Linked DNA regions of Rattus norvegicus: region 1 is linked to region 2. A link is a contact called in public Hi-C data. All regions are on one chromosome and are shown on one strand. The core of a region is the stretch at or near the end of the contact, and the rest is flanking DNA. Distances in the headings are between cores, read along the strand shown.

Region 1 (5,166 bases), core at 1,816-4,315, 160 kb after region 2:
ACCTTTTAGTCACAAAGAGAAGGCATGAGCTAAAACCCCAGCATTTCCACTCTTTACCTGGCAGTAAACACTGAGAAAGTAAACTCTCATTTTGCAGAGTCATCAACCTTTACTTGACAGGAATCAGGGTAAGCAGAAACAAAAATCCCAACAACCCCTGAAATGTTCACCTCAGAGACCAGCAACAAAGCCTCTATTACAATGGGCACAATGTTATCAGCAGTGTAATCCCATCACCAAGAAATCATGAAACCACAGCTTCATCCCCTTGAATTTGTCCCCATCACAAAGTAAAACACACTTCCAATCCTGGGACTATCCTTATGAATACATTTTTCTGACACTGATATCACGTTAACTTCTCATTTAGTACTCAGGCAGCAAATCAAGACATTTGTAAATAAGATGTTCCTCCTGCCAAAGAATTTTAATATTGTTATCATTGATACCAACAAAAATACCCTTTTTATTCATTTATACTTCAAAATAAAAATATTACTTCTAGCCTAACTAACCACATCTACTTTCACTAGTTTTCAATCTTAAAGCTGGCTTTAAACTTAAAACTCTGCAAACCAAAGGCACACAGGTAGTTGGTAGTGAAGCTGCTAGAACTACAAGTGAAATTGTTTTTCTTTTTAGCCTAAAACAGAATTTTTAGTGAGCATTCATTTTTTTGAGTATTCATTAAGAATATGTAGAATAGAGGGCTGGAGAATCTGCTCAGTGGTTGAGATCAGTGCTATTCAGAGGATCCATGTCGACTCCCAGCACCCACATGGCAGCTCACAACCTTCTTTAACTCCAGTTGCAGGGATCTGACACCCTCTTCTGGCTCTGATGACACCAGGCATGAATACAGGAAAAATACCCACACACTTAAAAAAACTGTAGGCTAGGTTTTAGATTTCCCAGTGGACCATGCATTTTAGGGGGAGACTTAGAAATTAGTATACAATGTGCAACTAATTACTAACAACATTTTCAGAAAAACAATCACTTATTCAAACTAAATATCAAAAGCCAACTGTTACCAGTGACTCCATCAGTTTAAGAGTTCGATGTCAGCCTAAGCTACAAGATCCTATGGTCAATGAGGAACAAACAACCAAACCTCCAAGAATCAAGCTGTGCAGCATCTCTATGCAAACTTAGGTGGGGCTGTCATGACTGGCAATAATGTCTAACATCTGGCCCACAGTATAAAACAGAAGTATAATGAAGTTTTACACCTAAAAACTGTACCAAGGAGTCCCAAACTTTCAATATTCAGTCAATCAAAACATTCAACATGTCACAAAAAGTAAAAGAAGCCTAAAGTCTATTGCTAGTAGCCTAGAGCAGTAACCACCACATCGGTTTGATGTTCACAGATCTGAACATAAAATTATACATTACAATCCACAGTGACCGACATTTAATCAAGCATAAGGTGATATAAAAATGTAACACGTTTTGATAAACTACCCAATACACACTACGCACAGCCTTGTGAACTCACCTAAACACAAACATTTCATTTCCTTCAAAAATTATATTCGAAGTTATGTGAACATTCTATACAACCACTTTCTACTAATCCAAAAGTCTCCATCTCATTAAAAGCAGCAAGTTTCAAAAACAGGTATATCAGTCTTATTTACCTATTTTTTAATATTTTTGTAGGATTTTTTTTCCAACTGCAAACACTCTTTAACACTTTAACAGTACACAGTGGTTAACAAGATCCCAGACAATTTTTGTTTCTAAGACTGAAGTTCTCCAAAAACTGCACCTTAAACTATCCAAAAAGCTCAGCTGCCATCCTAGCTTTTCCCCACCAGGTTATAGAATTGATTCGCATCAACTTAAATCTTAAAAGCACCCAATAAAATGGTTTCTGCCAACTGCACACATTAGGTCATCTCTGAATTTAGGAGCCAAGAAGGCTTTAGGACCCAGAATACTTCTGCAACACAGCCTGTAATTCTCTACTTTATCTACCAGAATGAATGAATCTTTAGCACTTGGATTAACCCTAAATAGATCACATGAGACTCCTTATAACTTTCACTATAAAACACACACACATACTTGGTTCACGGGCACCCCAACCCGCTACATTAGTCCATACTGCAATACTAACCTGTAGATCCTTAAATGCCTTCTCTTCTATTTTACGCGGCTGCAATGTAGCGCCAACCTCAAGACAGTAAACTATCTAAGGCACCTACCCTCCTTCCTCCCTGTAACTCCCAAAGGTGCGGTAAAGGTGCTGCAGACAATGGCCCTTCCTTATTTGGGAAACAAGGACCAGCCATCCTATCTATAATTCTCCAAGACTTCATCCCTCTCCTACCTACAGGGCGGCTCCAATTACCTAGACTCCTTAGGAAACCTTTCCTCCTCAGCGGTGGACCTAGGAAACACTTCGCTACAACTCCTTGCACCTTCAGGCGACCAGTTCCCGGCCTCCCAAGAGACCTTCCTTCCCCTAGGTGTGTCTCTAGGTAGTCCCCTTTTGCAGGTCATAGGCCACTGGGACCTCTTCACTTTGGGGCAGAGGTGAGTTAAAACCTCGTTCCCGCTTAAAGCCAACGATGTCTTCCCCATTCTGCGTGCAGGCGTTTACACCGCAATCCCCCAACCCCGTAGTTCGCAGGCCGCGAGGCCACCAAGTGCTGGCCGCTTCCCCTCTCAGGACCACCGGGATGTCCCCGCTAAGGCCCCACTCCCACTTCGGCACGCAGACTCCACCTCTCGCATCCTCGGAGACCGCGGAGCGTGAACAGCGCCCCAGGACCCCCGCGGCCCCGCCGCGACCCTTTGTGTAGGGCGCTCGCGGCCGCGGGCTCCGAGGCCTGGGAAGGCCCCGCCCCGAGGCACCAAGGAGGCGGCTCGAGCCCCGCACAGCCCCGCCCGTTCCGGGGCTGCGGGAGTCTTACCGGGGAGAGCTTGCGCGGCACCAGAACCCAGACCCGAGTTACCCCCCGCGCGAGTGCCTCAGCCCTGCGGCCGACAGCCCCAGCCCGAACGGCTTTCCCGGAGCCCACTGCAGCCAACACCTCCGCTGCCGCTTCACAAAATGGCCGCCCGCCCGCTCCGCGTTCCCAGAGTGGGCGGAGCGCCGCTACCGACGTCACCTGGTGGGAGACGCAGGCGCGCTGAGGTTTCGGAGTGGGGAGGGGGAAACTTTGGAAGTTGCAGGTATTTGGCTAAACCCGGCTTTTTAATTGCTGTTTGCAGAGTCCGGCCTGAAGCTATTGTCCAAGGTTCGCTGCAGAGCTTTTGTACAGGTTCCTTTGGCTTTTAGAGCCCCCGTGAAAGTGTGCCTACACTGCAGAACTGTCTTCAGGATTAAACGCACCACCAAGCAAAAGGTCCTGTTTTGTTTTGTTTTTTTTTGGCTATTGAAAATATTTTGCCTTGGGGTGGAGAAAAGGCTCAAAGGATAAAAGCTCATACTGCTCTTCACGAAGTCTTGAGCTGCTCACAACCTCAAGTAACTCGGGCCTCAAATCTGACGCCCTCCTCTGGCCTCTGAAGACATCTTCACTCATGTGCACAAACTCTTACACAGAGACATTAATAAAATTAAAATGAAAATAGATATAAATATAAAGAACAAATATAAAAAGAAGGAAAATGTCTTTTTTTAAAGATTTATTCATTTTTTATATATAAGTACACTGTAGCTGTCTTCAGATACACCAGAAGAGGGCATCGAATCTCTTTTTTTTTTCTTTTTTTCGGAGCTGGGGACCGAACCCAGGGCCTTGTGCTTGCTAGGCAAGCGCTCTACCACTGAGCTAAATCCCCAACCCCCGGCATCGGATCTCTTTACAGATGGTTGTGAGCCACCATGTGGTTGCTGGGAACTGAACTCAGGACCTCTGGAAGAGTAGTCGGGTGCTCTTAACCGCTGAGCCATCTCTCCAGCCCGGAAAATGTCTTTTAATCTCTCCTGGCCGCCCATATAATCCCTGGTATCTGATTATACCTGAAGTCCTAGGCTGCACCAGACTATGCCGCCTGTGCAGGAGGAAGGGGGTGATTGGGGAGGTTGGGGGGGGGGGGGGGGAGACAGAGAGAAAAAGATCTCCTTTCCTGGGTCTAAGCTTATCATAGCCACTATTCCCTAAGATCGGGATCAAAAGCCTATGTCTTCCATTCCAGATTAAAAGTCCAAGTGAGGGCTAGAGAGATGGCTCAGCGGTTAAGAGCACTGACTGCTCTCCCAGAGATCCTGAGTTCAATTCCCAGAAACCACATGGTGGCTCACAACCGTCTGTAATGGGATGCTCTCTTCTGAAGTGTCTGAAGAGAACTACAGTGTACTAACATATAAATAAAATAAATAAGTCTTAAAAAAAAAGTCCAAGTGAAATCAATAACCCAATAATAATAATAATAAAATAATAATAATAATGCCTAATATTCTTTGTTCAATGGCAAACGAATAAACATTAAGCTTAGGCTGGGTGGGATCTTGCTGCAAAGTCACCACTCCCTTAATCTCTTTATCTCCTTGAGCACAGGATTCAGCCCCATTTCACTACCTGGTGCTCCTTTATAACTCTAACTATACATTTTATATTTTTTCCTTTCTAAGCTTGCTATGCTTGTTCAAAAGCCTCTACATGAGTCTTACCCAGAGAACAAAGCCTCTGTTGGACTTTTTTGTAAATGTAATTAATATAAATCTCTTTTACCTTAGCCTCAGGCAGATTCTTCAGACAAGGGCAAAAAGCACCATATTCTTCACTAAAATATCACAAGAACAGTCTCTAGGCCACATATTGAAATTCTTCTCCACTGAAACCTCTTGGGCCAGGCCTACCACCCTCAGCACCAATGTCATCCATGTTACTACTAGGATGTCCCAGTAAGCACCACGTAAACCAAACCATGCTTCCCAAATCGAATTCCTCCCAACAAAAGCATGATCGAGCCTATCACAGCAACACTCCGTGCAAAATACTGACTTCTGCATTAATTAGGGTTTTCCAGCTGTGAACAGACACCATGACCAAGGCAACTCTTATGAGGACAGCATTTAATTGTGGCTAACTTACATTTTCAGAAGTCAATCCATTAACATAATGAAAGGAAGCATGGCAGCATCTAGGCAGACACGGTGCTGTAGAAAGAGCTGAGTGTTCTACATCTTGTTCTGATGGGAACCAG
Region 2 (5,087 bases), core at 318-2,817:
CATGAGTTCAATTCCCAGCAACCACATGGTGGCTCACAACCATCTGTAAAGAGATCTGATGCCCTCTTCTGGTGTATCTGAAGACACCTACAGTGTACTTATATATAATAAATAAATAAATCTTTAAAAAAAAAATTATTTTGTTGCCTGGCAGTGGTGTCTTTGCCTCTAATCCCTGCACTTTGGGCACAGTATCTCGTGAGTTCCAAGCCAGCCTGATCTACAGAGCAAGTTCCAGAACAACCAGAGCTACACAGAGAAACCCTATCTCGAAAACAACCAACCAACCAACCAACGAAACAACCAACCGAACCATCCAAAAAACCTAAAACATTTAAAAAGCTATAAGGTAGTTATTTCTCTCACCTAGAACTCCCCTCTTTCTCTCTTCTTCCCCACTCCCTTGTAACTCAGAATATTCTGGAACTCCTTCTGTAGACCAGGCTGACCCCTAACTCAGAGATCTGCCTGCCTCCGTCTCCCCAGGGCTGGGAGTAAAGGCGTGTGCTACCACTGCCCAGCCGGCTGGGTCTCTTATGTTCACACAACCTCATGTATACGTTAATTCACTCAATAGTTGCTGAAGATCCGTTTTGTGTCAGGCCTTGTACTGTGTGCTAGAGTCATGTATGCCCAAGAAGTGCTCCGTCCTCAAGGATTCACTCTTGTGTAGTTCCCATAGTGCAAAATCATCTGGGTTATTTGCAAGAATGCAGATTCCTGGCTTCACCCTTGGTGTTCTGAGTCTTCAGGGATGGAATCAAAGTATATACTTAGGCGACCCATTTCTTTTTTTTTCTTTTTTTTTTTTTTTGGTTCTTTTTTTCCGGAGCTGGGGACCGAACCCAGGGCCTTCCGCTTCCTAGGCAAGCGCTCTACCACTGAGCTAAATCCCCAACCCCTAACCCATTTTTTTTATTTTTGGCTTTTGTCTTGTCTCTACTAAAACTAGAACCAATTGGGAACCAGATAAATGATATTTCAATGCTAAGAAAACGTGTAATGATGATTGTACAACATATTATCAACATAACTCCCCGTTCCTAGCGGAACACAGTACTGTAGAGGTAGTCACAACTAGACAAAGTAGCTTTCCTGGCATTTAAACCATTTAAGTAAAGCAATTATGGGCAAATGCTTGTGAAGTACCGAGTATTCCAAAACGACACTGAGTTGTTCCAAGGACAGTCGTTCGCCTAAACTTATTTGCAGCTAGAGGCTTTCACGCAGTTACAGTACAAGGCTTTGTTGGAGGGACAGTGCGCAGGTGCACCTCGGCTTTACGCATGCGCATTATTTAACTCTGAAGCCACAGGCGGGAGACTGAGGGCGAGTTTTTCTTCGCCACCTCAGAACGTTCAGTGCTAGAATTCAAAGACTGTGGCTGTCTTTATTTTTGGAGAGCGACTGTGTGTCTCACCAAAACTTCCCTTTCCTTTTGGGCTTCTCTAGTAAGTTGGCTGCCAGTACCTAATATGGCGAGAGGTCTGCACCCGCGCACTTACCCCGGGCGCTTAGCTCGGCTGGGCGGCCCCCACAAAAGGGCGGGAGTTTGGAGGGGCGGGGCCTGGCCTCCTGGCTGAGAGACGCTCAGGGCCTGGCCTGCGGGCTGCTGCAGCGGCCTCGGTTGCTGCGGACCGCTACGAGATCTCCGAGAACCGACCGTGGTGAGGTGGGCTGGGGCAGGCGGGAGGCGCCGAGCGTAACGGTCCGAGGGCCTGAGCGCCCGCGGAGATGTCGCCTAGATAGCGGCTCCCTGTATCCCGGGAGGAGCCCCGGGCCCAGAGAGAGGCTGGGACCGGTCCTAGGGGTCGGGGCCTGCCTGCCTCAGTTTCCTGCTGCAGCCGCCCCTCCGGAGAACCTCACACTTGAGTGGCCCACTCCCGTAGCCCGGAGCTGACGGGATGAGATGCAGCGCTCCCTGCGGATCTCTCTCTGCACCTGGGAGCTTTCCAGCTCCCTGTGCCCCTATGGGCTTTGCGCGTGATCCGTCCCTGAAAGTCGGGTCCCAGCCCGCTGCCCCATCATCAGAACTTTTATTTTTCAGATCTCAAAGATCACTTCTTCAAAACCTTTCTTAAGGCCTGCTCCAGGCTTCAGCTAATCTGATTCTTGGCTTTTGTGATCTTTGCCCAAGTCAGTGTTCTGCCGGCCCCCCTCTTTCATGTTCTGGGCTTGTTTGTTATAAGTCTTGTTTTTTTTTCAACTCTTAAGTCCCACGATGACTACTGGTAACTAAAAAGTTACTGAATAGATGACAGATCTGCTAAATGCATTACCTTCAAAGGCTCCTTTAATCCACGCAGCGATCTATGGTGTGTGTTCTTCATAGTCACATTTTATGCACGAAGAGACAAACACTCCTAAATCAAGTTCCACAGTGAGCTAGAATCCCCTATGTGTATTATGACTTAACTAGATTGAATGGCTGTTTACACATTAGCCTGTAAGATGTGGAGGTCAGTGTTACAACTCACATTTCAATAAAAGGATTGCTTTTTTTTTTTTCTTCTTTAATTGGTAACGAATTGAACCCAGGGTCGTATGCACACCAGTCAGTGTTCTACCACTGAACTAAGCTCAAGTCCTCTTTTCCCTTTTTATTTTGAGACAGTGTCTTATCAACTTACCAAGGCTGGATTTGAACTTGATGTTCATTTGCCTTGGCCTCCGAAGAATAAGATTTCAGGCCCGTGAGTCTAGGCTGGGCCCTGAGAAGGGTTACGAAGGAGAATTGATATTACCAAATGGATAGTTTTCTTAACAGAAATCAAAGCCAGACTTGCACTGTCCTACGGGTATACCCTCACCCTGTGCTCTAGGAACGCTCTATCACATTTTACTCCTTTTACCTCAGAAAGCTTCAGGTGTGAATGTCATTATTTCATACCCATTAGGAGATGCTCTGCAGGGCTGTGGTTTTTATAGTTTCTGACTCTGTGTGTGTGTGTGTGTGTGTGTGTGTGTGTGTGTGTGTGTGTGTGTGTACGATGGGGGAGCTGTGCCCTGGTGTGCACTTGAAGGGTATGGAGGACTTTGTGGAGCTGTCTCTTGCCTTCAGCCTCCATGTGGGTTAGAATCATCAGGCAGATTCCTTACCTATTGAGCCATACTCCCATTTAAAAAAATATTTATTTTTTTAATTATGTGCATGGGGGGGCGGCAGGGTGGACACAAATGCAGGTGTCAGAGCCTTAGACCTCCTAGAGCTCAGAGGCAGCTGTTAGCTGCCCAGAGTACATGATGAGAATTCGCATGCCCTGCAAGAGCAATATGGCCTCAAACTCAGAGGTCTACCTTCTTCTCCTGGGGTCAGAGGCATGCACCACTATGCCCAGCTCACACTGCCATTTAAAAAAAAAAAAGATTTATTTATTTATTGTGTATGAGTACACTGTAGCTGTCTTCAGACACACCAGAAGAGGGCATCAGATCTCCTTACAGGTGGTTGTGAGCCACCATGTGGTTGCTGGGATTTGAACTCAGGATCTCTGGAAGAGCAGTTAGTGCTCTCAACCACTGAGCCAGCTCTCCAACCCCACATTTCCTTTTTTGAATCCTAGTTTTCTTTCATCCTTTCTCTTTTGGGATTTTATTTATTTCTATTTTGTATGTATAAGTGCTTTGCCTACATGTGTGTACGTGCACTGTCTGTGTACCTGGTGCCATCAGATGTTAGAAGAGGCTGTTACATCCTCCAGGTAGTTACGACTCACTATGTGTGTGCTCAGAACTAAACCCAGGTCTTCTGCAAGAGCAAGTGTTCCTAACCACAGGACCCTGAGTCTTAGTTTTCTTAATTGTAAAATGAGGACAGTAATATTAGTACCTCTAAGTTTTTCCTTTGTGATGATGAAAGTTGCAGCTGATTACTGTAAGAATGAAGCATGGTACACATTGTATATGGTCTAACTTTTATTCTATGAACCGCCGACATTTTGTAAAGCTGTGTTGGTGATCAGAAAGATCACGTTACTTAGTGTTGTCACTCAAATATAATGGGCACTTCAGACACCAGGTCTGTTTTAGGAGCAGGGAATGCAGCATTGACTCAAATAATGTTAGCTAGTGTGTGTGTGTGTGTGTGTGTGTGTGTGTGTGTGTTGTGTTGGTGTGTGTGTGTGGTGTATATGTATGTATGTGTATGTGGTGTGTGTGTATGTGGTGTGTGTGCATGGTGTGTGTGTATGTAAGTGTATGTGTGTGTGTATGTGTGTGTGCGTGTATGTGTGTGTAGTGTGTATATATGTATGTATGTGTATGTGGTGTGTGTGTATGTGGTGTGTGTGTATGTATGTGGTGTGTGTATGTATGTGCGTGTATGTGTGTGTAGTGTGTATATATGTATGTATGTGTATGTGGTGTGTGTGTATGTGGTGTGTGTGTATGTATGTGGTGTGTGTATGTATGTGGTGTGTGTGTATGTATGTATATATGTGTGTGTATGTATGTGGTGTGTGTGGTGTGTGTGTATGTATGTGGTGTGTGTGGTGTGTATGTGGTGTGTGTATGTATGTGGTGTGTGTGTATGTATGTGGTGTGTGTGTGGTGTGTATGTATGTATGTGGTGTGTGTGTATGTATGTGGTGTGTGTGTGGTGTGTATGTATGTGGTGTGTGTATGTATGTGGTGTGTGTGTGGTGTGTGTATGTATGTGGTGTGTGTGTATGTATGTGGTGTGTGTGTGTGTGGTGTGTGTATGTATGTATGTGGTGTGTGTGTATGTATGTGGTGTGTGTGTGTGTGTGTGTGTGTGTGTGTGTGTGTGCCCGCCCATTTGTAATCTCAGTACTCAGAAGGCAAAAACTGGATGATCACAAGCTCTAGGCCAGCCTGAGCCACCAAAGCAAGACACTGTCTGAGACAAAGAAGCACAAACCAGTCTTTGTACTGGAGCAACTTACATTTTGGTTAGTTGTTATGCATGGTAGTTAGAGAAAGATAGACATGGTAAATAAAATGCCAGTGCATATGGATAGTGGTGGCGACACTTCACAGCTTACAACTCACTAAGGTGATATTTGATCAGAAGCCTGGTTAGGAACAAATCATGTGGGTAGCAAATGAGTGTGGTTCTTGCTGTGTTC

The links. A called contact is a pair of places that touch in the nucleus more often than the background predicts.
Region 1: a contact with region 2 is called in a Hi-C map of the A7r5 cell line, with 2.7 times the contacts expected there. The contact joins the promoter of Cpne1 here to the promoter of Cep250 in region 2. A contact is called at or near these places in 5 of 12 Hi-C or Micro-C datasets (the A7r5 cell line, Schwann cells, frontal cortex and 2 more).

What each region holds. Positions count from the first base shown.
Region 1 is chr3:165,086,929-165,092,094 of GRCr8, forward strand. Cpne1 (copine 1) reads right to left here and starts at 3,066. Exons shown (of 17, transcript NM_001256465.2): 1 at 2,925-3,066. Rbm12 (RNA binding motif protein 12) reads right to left here and starts at 3,066. Exons shown (of 3, transcript NM_001409091.1): 1 at 2,925-3,066.
Region 2 is chr3:164,929,732-164,934,818 of GRCr8, forward strand. It overlaps Cep250 (centrosomal protein 250), which reads left to right and starts at 1,568. Exons shown (of 33, transcript NM_001427194.1): 1 at 1,568-1,672.